Linked DNA regions of Bos taurus: region 2 is linked to region 1. Evidence: chromatin contacts called from public Hi-C data. All regions are on one chromosome and are shown on one strand. Each heading gives the region's core, a stretch centred on a gene start, on an enhancer-like site or on the middle of the called end of the contact. The rest is flanking DNA. Distances are from core to core; before and after follow the strand shown. Region 1 overlaps CLEC16A (C-type lectin domain containing 16A). Region 2 holds the start of TNP2 (transition protein 2).

The links. Hi-C and Micro-C count contacts between places; a contact is called where the count stands out from the background.
Region 2: a contact with region 1 is called in a Hi-C map of an unstated tissue, with 3 times the contacts expected there. The contact joins the promoter of TNP2 here to the enhancer-like site in region 1. A contact is called at or near these places in 3 of 11 Hi-C or Micro-C datasets (liver, skeletal muscle and an unstated tissue).

Annotation. Positions count from the first base shown.
Region 1 is chr25:9,649,312-9,654,091 of ARS-UCD2.0, reverse strand. It overlaps CLEC16A (C-type lectin domain containing 16A), which reads right to left. Exons shown (of 22, transcript XM_059881547.1): 3 at 2,016-2,164. Among named protein-coding and RNA genes, the nearest start is that of CLEC16A, 31 kb to the right of the region's middle. Within about 2 kb of position 2,336, at least 9 of the 102 cell types and tissues checked have an H3K27ac peak or open chromatin away from gene starts, as enhancers often do. A contact at or near this core is called in liver, where this site is marked.
Region 2 is chr25:9,925,372-9,930,151 of ARS-UCD2.0, reverse strand. TNP2 (transition protein 2) reads left to right here and starts at 2,087. Exons shown (of 2, transcript NM_174200.2): 1 at 2,087-2,540; 2 at 3,455-3,634. The coding sequence starts at 2,159. The coding sequence ends at 3,471.

The DNA of each region.
Region 1 (4,780 bases), core at 1,087-3,586:
TAGAGACAGAAACCACGTCCACCTCAAAGATCAGGCTCCTATACTCTGGGATCAGCTGGATATTCTTCCAGAAGCATCACTACGGCCCCAGAATCCCTGCATGCTGCCCTCCCCGCCCCACTCCCCCCCAGCCACCAGCAGGTACACAGAAGCCCAGCTGCACCTGAGCTGGGGAAGAACCTGCCCCCCCTCTCTGGTCTAAACTTCGCAGGTGGGTTTCTTTCTGCCCAAGATAGCCTCTGGGAGAATGCAAACAGCACCCCTCTGGTCTCTAGACACATTCAATGAGCCCGTACTGGGTTCCAGGCACTGGGCCACACAATGTTAATCTTCTAAACCATCCCACACCTCGTGGCTGGGGGCTAGTACTCCTTCCTTTTGTAAAGGGAAGCGCAGCCTTCCCTTGTAAAAGAAACGGACCGTGGCTGTTGAGTTTTAATGAAAGTGTTTTCAGGAACAATATGTGAGCAAGAGGCCAGTTTTTGCCCATTATAAATCTAGACAAAAAAAATCAAAGTGCAGGAGGCTGTTGCCACATCCTACGAAGACAGCTGGGTGGATTTTGCCCAAACTCAGAAGAAATGTCTGGGACCATGGTCTGACTTCAAGCACAGGCTGTGCAGCGTATGTGACCACCGATCAGAGGACACCTGCCGGACAAACAGCATGTGGCTGTGTGGCAGCTGGCCTCCAAGATGGCCCAACGACCCTCACCTCCTAGAGGCACACCCTGTGCCTCCTTCTATGCTGAGTCAGGGCTGGCCTGGGCGGCCTAAAGAAGACAATGGAAGAGACGGTGTGTGGCTTCTGAGGCCCCATCAGGAAAGGCATTACAGCTTGCCTTGATGTCTTGGGATCACTTATTCTATGGGAAGCCAACTGCCACGCCAGGAGGACGCCCGAGCAACTCTCTGGAGGGGACTGTGTAACCGAGGCCTCCCAGCAACAGCCAGCGCTGAATGGTCAGCCATGTGGACGAGCCACCCTGGAAGCAGATCCCCCAACCCTAATCCAGCCTTCGGATGACTGCAGCCTTGTGAGACACGGAGCCAGAACCGTCCTGCCAGGCCATTCCCAACAACAGACACACTGTGAGAGAAATGTGACAGAATTCTGACCAGCAGGGCGGGAAAGGAAGTCTGCTGGGAGGCTTCTGGGAAAGAAGTTTGGGGAAAGTCAGAAGGGGGCACAAGAAAGGACGTGATGTCACCAGGCTTTTCAGCGGTGGCAAGTGAGTGTGGTGTCTGGAGCTTTTGCAGCCATCCTGAGACCATGAGGGGTATAAGCCTGAAGACAGATGCCAGCTCAGCAGAGCAAGACAATGGAAAAGCCTGGGTTGCTCACGAAGTGGTCGAGCCACAGGATGAGCCAGTCCCAGGAAAGCCAGCATCTGTACTTTTTGGAATGTGAGATTTAGTGACCTGATCGCTCAAGCTCCTCTTAATTGTAAGAACAATGGCAACTCATTTATTTAAATTGTTAGTAATTCTCCCAAAGAATACCAGAGTAAGGAATGACAAGGGCTACAGTTTTAGGGAGTCAGGTACATACTAGTTGTTTTGAAGACATCATCTCATTTAATTCAACCCCTGGAAAACCCTTCAAGGTAGAAACTATCATCACCATTTCTCAGATGAAGAAATTGAGGCTCAGAGGACTAAGACTCCTTTAAGGTCACATAGCAGGCAAGTGGCAAAGCTGGGTTTGACTGGAGTCATCACTGTTTTGCCAACAGAGGAACACATCCCAAGTTAATTTCTGGGCACTTCTCCCTACCAAGAGTATCATGCTCTCAGGTAGCACAAATTGAATTTTACATTAAAAACAGAAAAGGTAACTTGTTCAATTGAAAAAAAAAAAAACACGCCAAGGTCAAACAGTGTTGCTATGAAATAGTGAATCAGGAAATGGTGAATGCAAATGTGCTTTGTAAACAGACACAAGGTCACCCAAACCAAAGGCGCTGCTTGAACTGGCCAGCTTCCAAACAAACATGCCTCTGTGCAGCTACTTACCTCATTGTAAAAGAAATGGACCGTGTGGTTGTTGAGTTTTAATGAAAGCGTTTTCAGGAACGATATGTAATATGCCATAATCTCCTCATCAGAAAAGTCGAACTTGTGGACAATGATAGAATTTACATAGTTATTAGAGAGCAAATAATCTAGAGGGAGAAAAAAAAGAAAAGGAAAAAGATTAATTAATTCACGCTGGAGGAAAGACAAGCAGAGAAAAGTCCAGGAACAAGCAGATGACCACGTGAAGGGGCTTGAACCAGTCAGGCTGACAGGGAGCAGCTTAACCTTTAACCAGCACAGAACTCAGCCACCATGCGTAGTCACTACAAAGTTCAAGAGCGAGGCCCCAGAAAGCCCAGGACACGGCTGCCTCCCACACCAGACACAAGAATCCTCGAACATTTCCCTCCGTTGCTAGCAAAGTTCAGTGAGAGAGCCGGTGGCAGGGCAAACCAGGTGGTATGTGGGCAGTTTCACAAACCACCCACAGACGAGGGTCAGCTGCACCATGTCTTATGAAAGATGGCCCCATTTTGCCATCAAAAGTCACATTGTCACCCTTGAGTGCCACAGAAGGCTCCGCATGGCAACATGATTTATAGAGGCCCCTGGAGGCTCAGCCTCCACGACCGGGCCAGCAGCAGGCGGACTGCTTTGCGTCATCACTCACCACGATGGTGAACCTGCAGAGTAGGCCTGTTTGCCCTGTTTTGCAGGTGAGTAAAAACACTAAGGTTAATTAATCTGCCCAAGGACAGAGAGACAGTAAGTCAGGAATGGAATCCAAACTTCAGTTCACTGTCCTGTGTTAATACCATGCCCTCATGGCGGCCAGGGGCTTCCCTGGTGGCTCAGCTGGTAAAGAATCCACCTGCAATGCAGAAGACCCCAGTTTGATTCCTGGGTCGGGAAGACCCGCTAGAAAAGGGATAGGCTACCCACTCCAGTATTCTTGAGCTTCCCTGGTGGCTCACCTGGTAAAGAATCTGCCTGCAACATGGGAAATCTGGGTTCAATCCTGGGTTGGGAAGATTTCCTGGAGAAGCAAAAGGCTACCCACTCCAGTATTCTGGCCTGGAGAATTCCATGGACTGTATAGTCCATGGGGTTGCAAAGAGTCGGACATGACTGGGTGACTTTCATTTCACATGGGGGCCAAGGAGGAAAACTGGATAACGAGGCCCTGGGGGCACTGGATCCACAAGGGAGTGGCCATCCTGCTAAGCTCCCAGGCCCTGCTGGGAGACAGCTTCCCGTGGTGAGAGCTTCCAGCCGTGCAAAGGAAGCTAGAAAATACAGATCTTAATGCTGTTACCTTTGAAGTTGAAATGTCAGCCACTAGATCCACTAGTTTTGGAAGCTGTGCTTGCCAGTGAAAACAGTCTACAGAACCCCTACCACTCATGGGCCTGCAGTCTGCAGTCTCGGCCTTGGGCCCTGGCCAGACAAGTTGTCCTCTGAGTCCTCACCAGACACCCTGCGAAGCTAGTGCTGCCGTGCCCACCATCGGCCGTTCCGTTCTGGCTGCCTCCCCACAGATGGGTAAAGGCCAGACACGACCCACACCAGCATACGGGCAGACCCACACCAGCATACGGGCAGACTCAGCAAGGCAGGAGAGCGGGGTGGCACCTCTCTACCTCTGGTTGTGGGACCAGCAACACGGCCTCCCTGGAGCTTATCAAGACTTGCGGAGTCTTGGGCCCGGCCCTGACCACCTACTCAGATCTCTGGGTGGGCCCAGTGCTCCGTGTGTTGAGAAGGCCCGCTAGGCTTCCCCGTCATGCTCCCACCTCAGAGGCACTGGCTTCAAAGGTAAACTTGGACCCACACTGCCTGAGTGGCTTCCCAACTGGGTGACCTTGGGCAGGACATGTACTCCCCAGCTTTTCCATCTGAGAGCAGGAATTAATGAGACCTTCCTCACGTGAGGAAGCAGGTAAAACAGGAAAAGCTCTGAGGACCCGGAGGAGCACAGAGGCGCCCCCTACGCAGGAGCTGCCAGGCTTCACCCCCGCACTCTGGCTCGGAGACTCTGAACCTCCACCCCCAGTCCACCAGTCGCCACAACTGCTGTTCTCGGGGGAAAACAGAAAGAAAAAACAGAAAGCTGTTTGGTGCCAAAGAGGTACCTAACTTAGGCCAATCAGAGATTTACTGAAAAGGTTGGAACTACCAAACACACCAAGAAGAGTCACCCGGGAGCACGGGATGAGAGAGGGGTCGCAGCAAGGGCACTCTGCCAGGGTCGCCTCAGAACGGTCTCCGAGGCGCTGCAGGCAGGACACCAGTCTGTAGTTTTCAAAATCTCAGTGATAACAATTCTTGAGGTAAGTCTTACGGCTCGCTCTAAGAGAAAAGGCAGTGGGGTCCTGAGAATTTTAACACATTTAAACATGAGGAAAATTCCACGGACAGGTAAGTCTGGCCGCGCTACAGTCCACAGCATCACAGAGTCGGACGTGACTGAAGCAACTGAAGCATGAAAAGGAGGTTACCACACAAAATACACGTACTGAGCCTCTCCAGTCGTGTCCAAGCCTTTGTGACCCTGTGGACGGTAACCCGCCAAGTTCTTCTGTCCATGGGATTCTCCAGGCAAGAACATGGGAGTGGGTTGCCGTGCCCCCCTCCAGGGGATCTTTCCGAGCCAGAGATGGAACCCATATCTCCTGCGCCTCCTGCATTGACAGGCGGATTCTTTACCACTAGTGCCACCTGGGAAGCCCCAAATCTGCAGGATGCAGCAGAAGCAGTTCTAA
Region 2 (4,780 bases), core at 838-3,337, 280 kb before region 1:
ACATGACTGAGTGACTTTCACTTCACTCTGTCCCACCAGGCACTCTAGGGTGGGGAAGTGGGCAGAGTGGAAGAGTAGGGGGAGGGGGGCGGAGAGGTACGGGACACCTACACAGAGTCTTCACAGCGTGGTCCCCAGCCAGCCCTGAGCCCACACAAGGCAGCGGCTTAGAACAGGGCCACTCGAGCCCCCTTCATCCCCGCGGAGGCCTCAGTGACCACGAGGGTGGACTGGAGGCGGCCAAGCCTGAGTCCGAATCCTGGCTCTGCCACTGACTAGCTGTGGGGCTCCGGGCTGGTCATTCAACCTCTCTGAGCCCGCTTCTGCTTTGCAAACTGTAATATTAGTTCCCCAGGGCTGCTGTAACAAGTGATCAAAAACCTGGCAGCTTATAATATATCCTTTCACCTTCCAGAGGCCAGAAGTCTGAAATCAAGTTCTCTGGGCCACAGGCCCTGGCGGCCCCAGGGCAGCCTCCCTCTCCTTGTCCAGCCTACGGGGTCCCCATGGCTCATGGCTGCATGGCTCTAGTCTGGGCCTCTGCCTTCCTGGGGCCCCTTCTCCCTGATCCTTCTCTTTGCTTTCTTATAAAGACATTGGCCTTTGGATTTAGGGTGCACTTGGATAATTCAGGATGCTCTGAATATCCTTAATTACATCTGCAAAGAGGCTTTTCCAAATACAGTGACATTGACAGCTTCCAGGGATTGGGACGTGGACACATCCTTTGGGGGACTCTGTTCAGCCCAGTCCAAAGGTCACTAAGACTCAGAGACAAAGCCACCTAGAAGAGGTGGGGGCAGAGCCCAGCCATATCGGAAGTGTTCCCTAAAAGAGGGTGATTTTCACCATGTGATCTGACACATTTATGAAGAAATAAACTACAATAAAAGCAGATGATAGCAAAGCTGTGCGTGAGCAACAGACGTAGGCTGGGGGTTCTGCTAGAGGGAGGGGAGGTGGAGATGGAGGGAGTCTCCCGAGGTTGAGCTATAGGGAGGGTTGAGGGCCAAGAGCTGAGACCAAGCGTTGACCGAGGCGGGGGAGGCATGGATGGCTGTGGAGAGAAAGGGATGAAGGAGCTCTGACCAGGCCGTGTGCACACGCACGCACGGGGTGGGCTTTCTTCCCCAGGGGCTAGGAGGTCAGAGCAGGGGTGCACACTGGGGCCGTGCTAGCAGTGGGGGAGGGGAGCGGAGGCGGCAGGCGGGAGGCAGGAGACCGGTTTTCAAGCGCCTCCTGAGGTTTGACGGGCGTCTCAGGCTCACAAGAATGCCAGGAAGGAAGGGGTGACAGCCCTTTGTCCAACAGGGAAACCAGGCCTCAAAACAACTGACCCAAGACAGGATATCAGAACAGAGTGGGCTTTGAACCCGACTCTGGATTTCCCAGCTATAAATCCTGCTAGGGAGGCAGGCTTGTCAGGCAGGCCCCAGGACCACCGTGGGTCCCTTTGGTTACTTTTTTTGTTTGTTCGTTTTATTCATTTATTAATTAGTTTATTTTTAACTGAAGGATAACCCCTTTACAGTATTGTGCTGGTTTCTGCCATACATTCACATCTTTGGTCACTCTTACCCTCCACCTGATAAGTCATCCCATGGCTCAACGCGCACCCACCCCGGTGGCGGTCATCTGCCTTACTGACCACCCACCCATCCCCACTCTACTGGGGTCAGGGCTGTGCTCCTGGATTCCAGCCTGCCTGCGTGGAGCCAGAACAAGACTGGGCATGCTCGGACACGTTTATTGAGTTCTTACTGCAGGCTGGCCCCAAGGAAGGGGTAGGTGTGCTACGCCCCGTTCTACAAAAGCAGGGAAACTGGGACTAGAGAGGCGGATGCCCGGGGGGAAGAGATCAGAAGGAAAAGCAGCAGCAGGCCCAGGTGTGGGCCCAGCTCCACCCGACCTGAGGGGCTGCTCTCAACCCACAGACACGCCCTTTGAAAGCTGCCCCACCCTGCGTGTTAGGATGAGGGCAGAGGGCTTTGTTCCCCGTTGCGCCACATCTGTTACATACCCCCCTGTGGCCGGTGCCATCACAATCGGGCCCAACTATATAACCAGGGGCTGCCAGGGCCTCTGTGAAGCTGGGTCTGCCAGAAGAGGAGGAGGAGGCGGCGGCCCCTGCCCCTCTAAGCGAGGCCGCCCCCCACCCATGGACACCAAGACACAGAGCCTTCCCAACACCCACGCCCAGCCCCACAGCAACTCTCGGCCCCAAAGCCACGCCTGCCACCACTGCAGCTGCAGCCAGCACTGCCAGAGCCGCAGCCGCAGCCGCAGCTGCCGCAGCCGCAGCTCCAGCCGGCGCCCGAGGAGCCACCGCAGCCCCACTGGCCGCCAGGGCCAGAGCCCAGGCCCCAGCCCTCCTCTGAGGCGCCACAGACACACCATGCACTCCCACCAGTGTCCCTCGCGGCCCGTCACCCACTCTTGCAGCCACTCCAAGAACAGAAAGAACTTGGAGGGAAAGGTGATCAAGAGGAAGCAGGTCAAGAGGAGCAAGCAGGTGTACAAAAGAAAGAGGCAGAGCTCAGGTACCTGTCAAGCCGGTGGCCTTTCACAGGACTCCCCCAGAGAAGGGCGGCGCAGCCCAGCAGGGCTGTAGAGGCGGTGAGGTGAAGGCTGCCTCCGCCAAGTCAGAGCACAGAGGACCCACAGGCAAGGGTTAAGAGGGAGAGGGAACTATGACAGTTGTATATACATGATGCATTGATGGAATAGCTCTTTAATTGGATGGGTTGATTGGAAGGATGGACGAACGGCAGATTAGCTAGGTGGAAGCATGGAGAGGTGAATAAGGCTGGGTAGATGAATAATTAGGAGGCCTGTTAGATAGCGAATGGGGAGAAGAGTTAGATGGTTGCTTGAGTGGATGGGTAAGAAGGATGAGGGGAAGGAATGAATCCATTAAGTGACTGAGAATCAGAAGGGATGTGATTAGATTTCTAGATTGGGCTGATGCATTGGGAGGGTGAATGAATTGGTTGGCTGGGCAGATGGCTGAGTAGATAAGGGTTTGAACACAATTGGATATCTGGAGGCATGACTATTGAGAGGATATGAATTGGTTAAATAATGGTGGTCTAGGTGGGTGGAGGATCAGGTTGGTGGATGGATAAATGAACTGATAGATGAACTGACTGGATGGCAAGCTGGCTGAATGGACTAACTGGACCAATGAACGAAAGAAAGACAGTGGGATTGGTGGACTGGATGTGTAGCCTGGACGTGGTTTAAAGAATGAAATGAATGTTGGACTGGGTTGAATTCACGGGTGCATGATAAATGGATGGATTCCCAAGTCAAAAGGACCCTGATGATTGTGTCAGTTCTAGCCATGCCCCATATCTGATTACACACGAGCATCCAAAAACCCAAAGGAGAGGGTTAAGTGACCTTAGGAAGCACTCAGTTATTAAAGGCTCCCTTTCCCATTTCTATCCCTTAGGACGGAAGTACAACTGAGATGACACCCCACGGTTTGTTCCTGTGTCTGTTTCATCCAGATAAGAAACGCCATCACACGTTGAATGCTAGAAGGAAGAAGTAAACTTTGCAGGAACATGTTACTACAGTGATTTCTATGCAACATTGATTAAAGCTCGTACACTGGATGACTTATCCTGGAGTTGTTTCATTAACTGTGTCATGTTTTGGGGGGCCTGGTTGGAAGTACAAAGCAGGGAAGAGGTTGGGTAGGGAGGAGGGACATGCCTTGGGATGGGATCTCATAAAAGTGTAAGGTATCAGTCCTCATGTGGAGCAGAAATGAATGGAAGGTAAACACACCAAGAAGCCTTTGGCATAGATGGGCAATGCTCTCTCGGGAGCGCGTATAGCTCCCATGTGCTCATGCACGGGAGAAGGCAGTGGCACCCCACTCCAGTACTCTTGCCTGGAAAATCCCATGGATGGAGGAGCCTGGTAGGCTGCAGTCCATGGGGTCGCCAAGAGTCGGACACAACTGAGCGACTTCCCTTTCACTTCACTTTCATGCACTGGAGACAGAAATGGCAACCCACTCCAGTGTTCTTGCCTGGAGAATCCCAGGGACTGGGAAAGCCTGGTGGGTTGCCGTCTATGGGGTCGCACAGAGTCGGACACGACTGAAGTGACTCAGCAGCAGCAGTGCACACGCACACTCACACACGGGATATGCTCGAGCCCACACACTGTTCATGTCATCCACACGCAGAGTGAGCAGGCCAGGACCATGGCAGGAGACAAGCAGGAAGGGGGTTAGGAACATGTGCTTTGCAGTCCAGAGCATCCTGAGTTTGAGTCCTGGCTCATTTTGTTTGCCTGCTGTGTTCCCTTGGGTTGGTGATCAACCTCTCTGAGCCTCATTTGTTTCAATACATAAAGGGCAAAGTGCTTTCAGGGGCTGGGCTGAAACACAAGACGCATCCACAGAAAGAACACAAACGTACAAGCACAAGATTTGCTAGTCACGGGACCTCCCTGATGCTCCGGTGGTTAAGAATCCACCTTTTAATAATGCAGGGGACGTGGGTTCAATCCCTGGTCAGGGAACTGATCCCCACAGGCCACAACTAGAGAGCCCATGTGCCGCAAGTACAGAGCCCGCACACTCTGGAGCCCACGTGCTGCAAGGAAAGATCCCACCTGCCGCAACTAAGGCCGGACATAGCCAAATATGAAACATTTGCTGGTCACAATAAGCAGAATCAAGGAAGCCGGTCTGGGTGTAACACAGAGCAACTCTGGTGGGGCTGGGGGTGGGGACAGAGTTCAAGGAAATGGGGACCCGAGG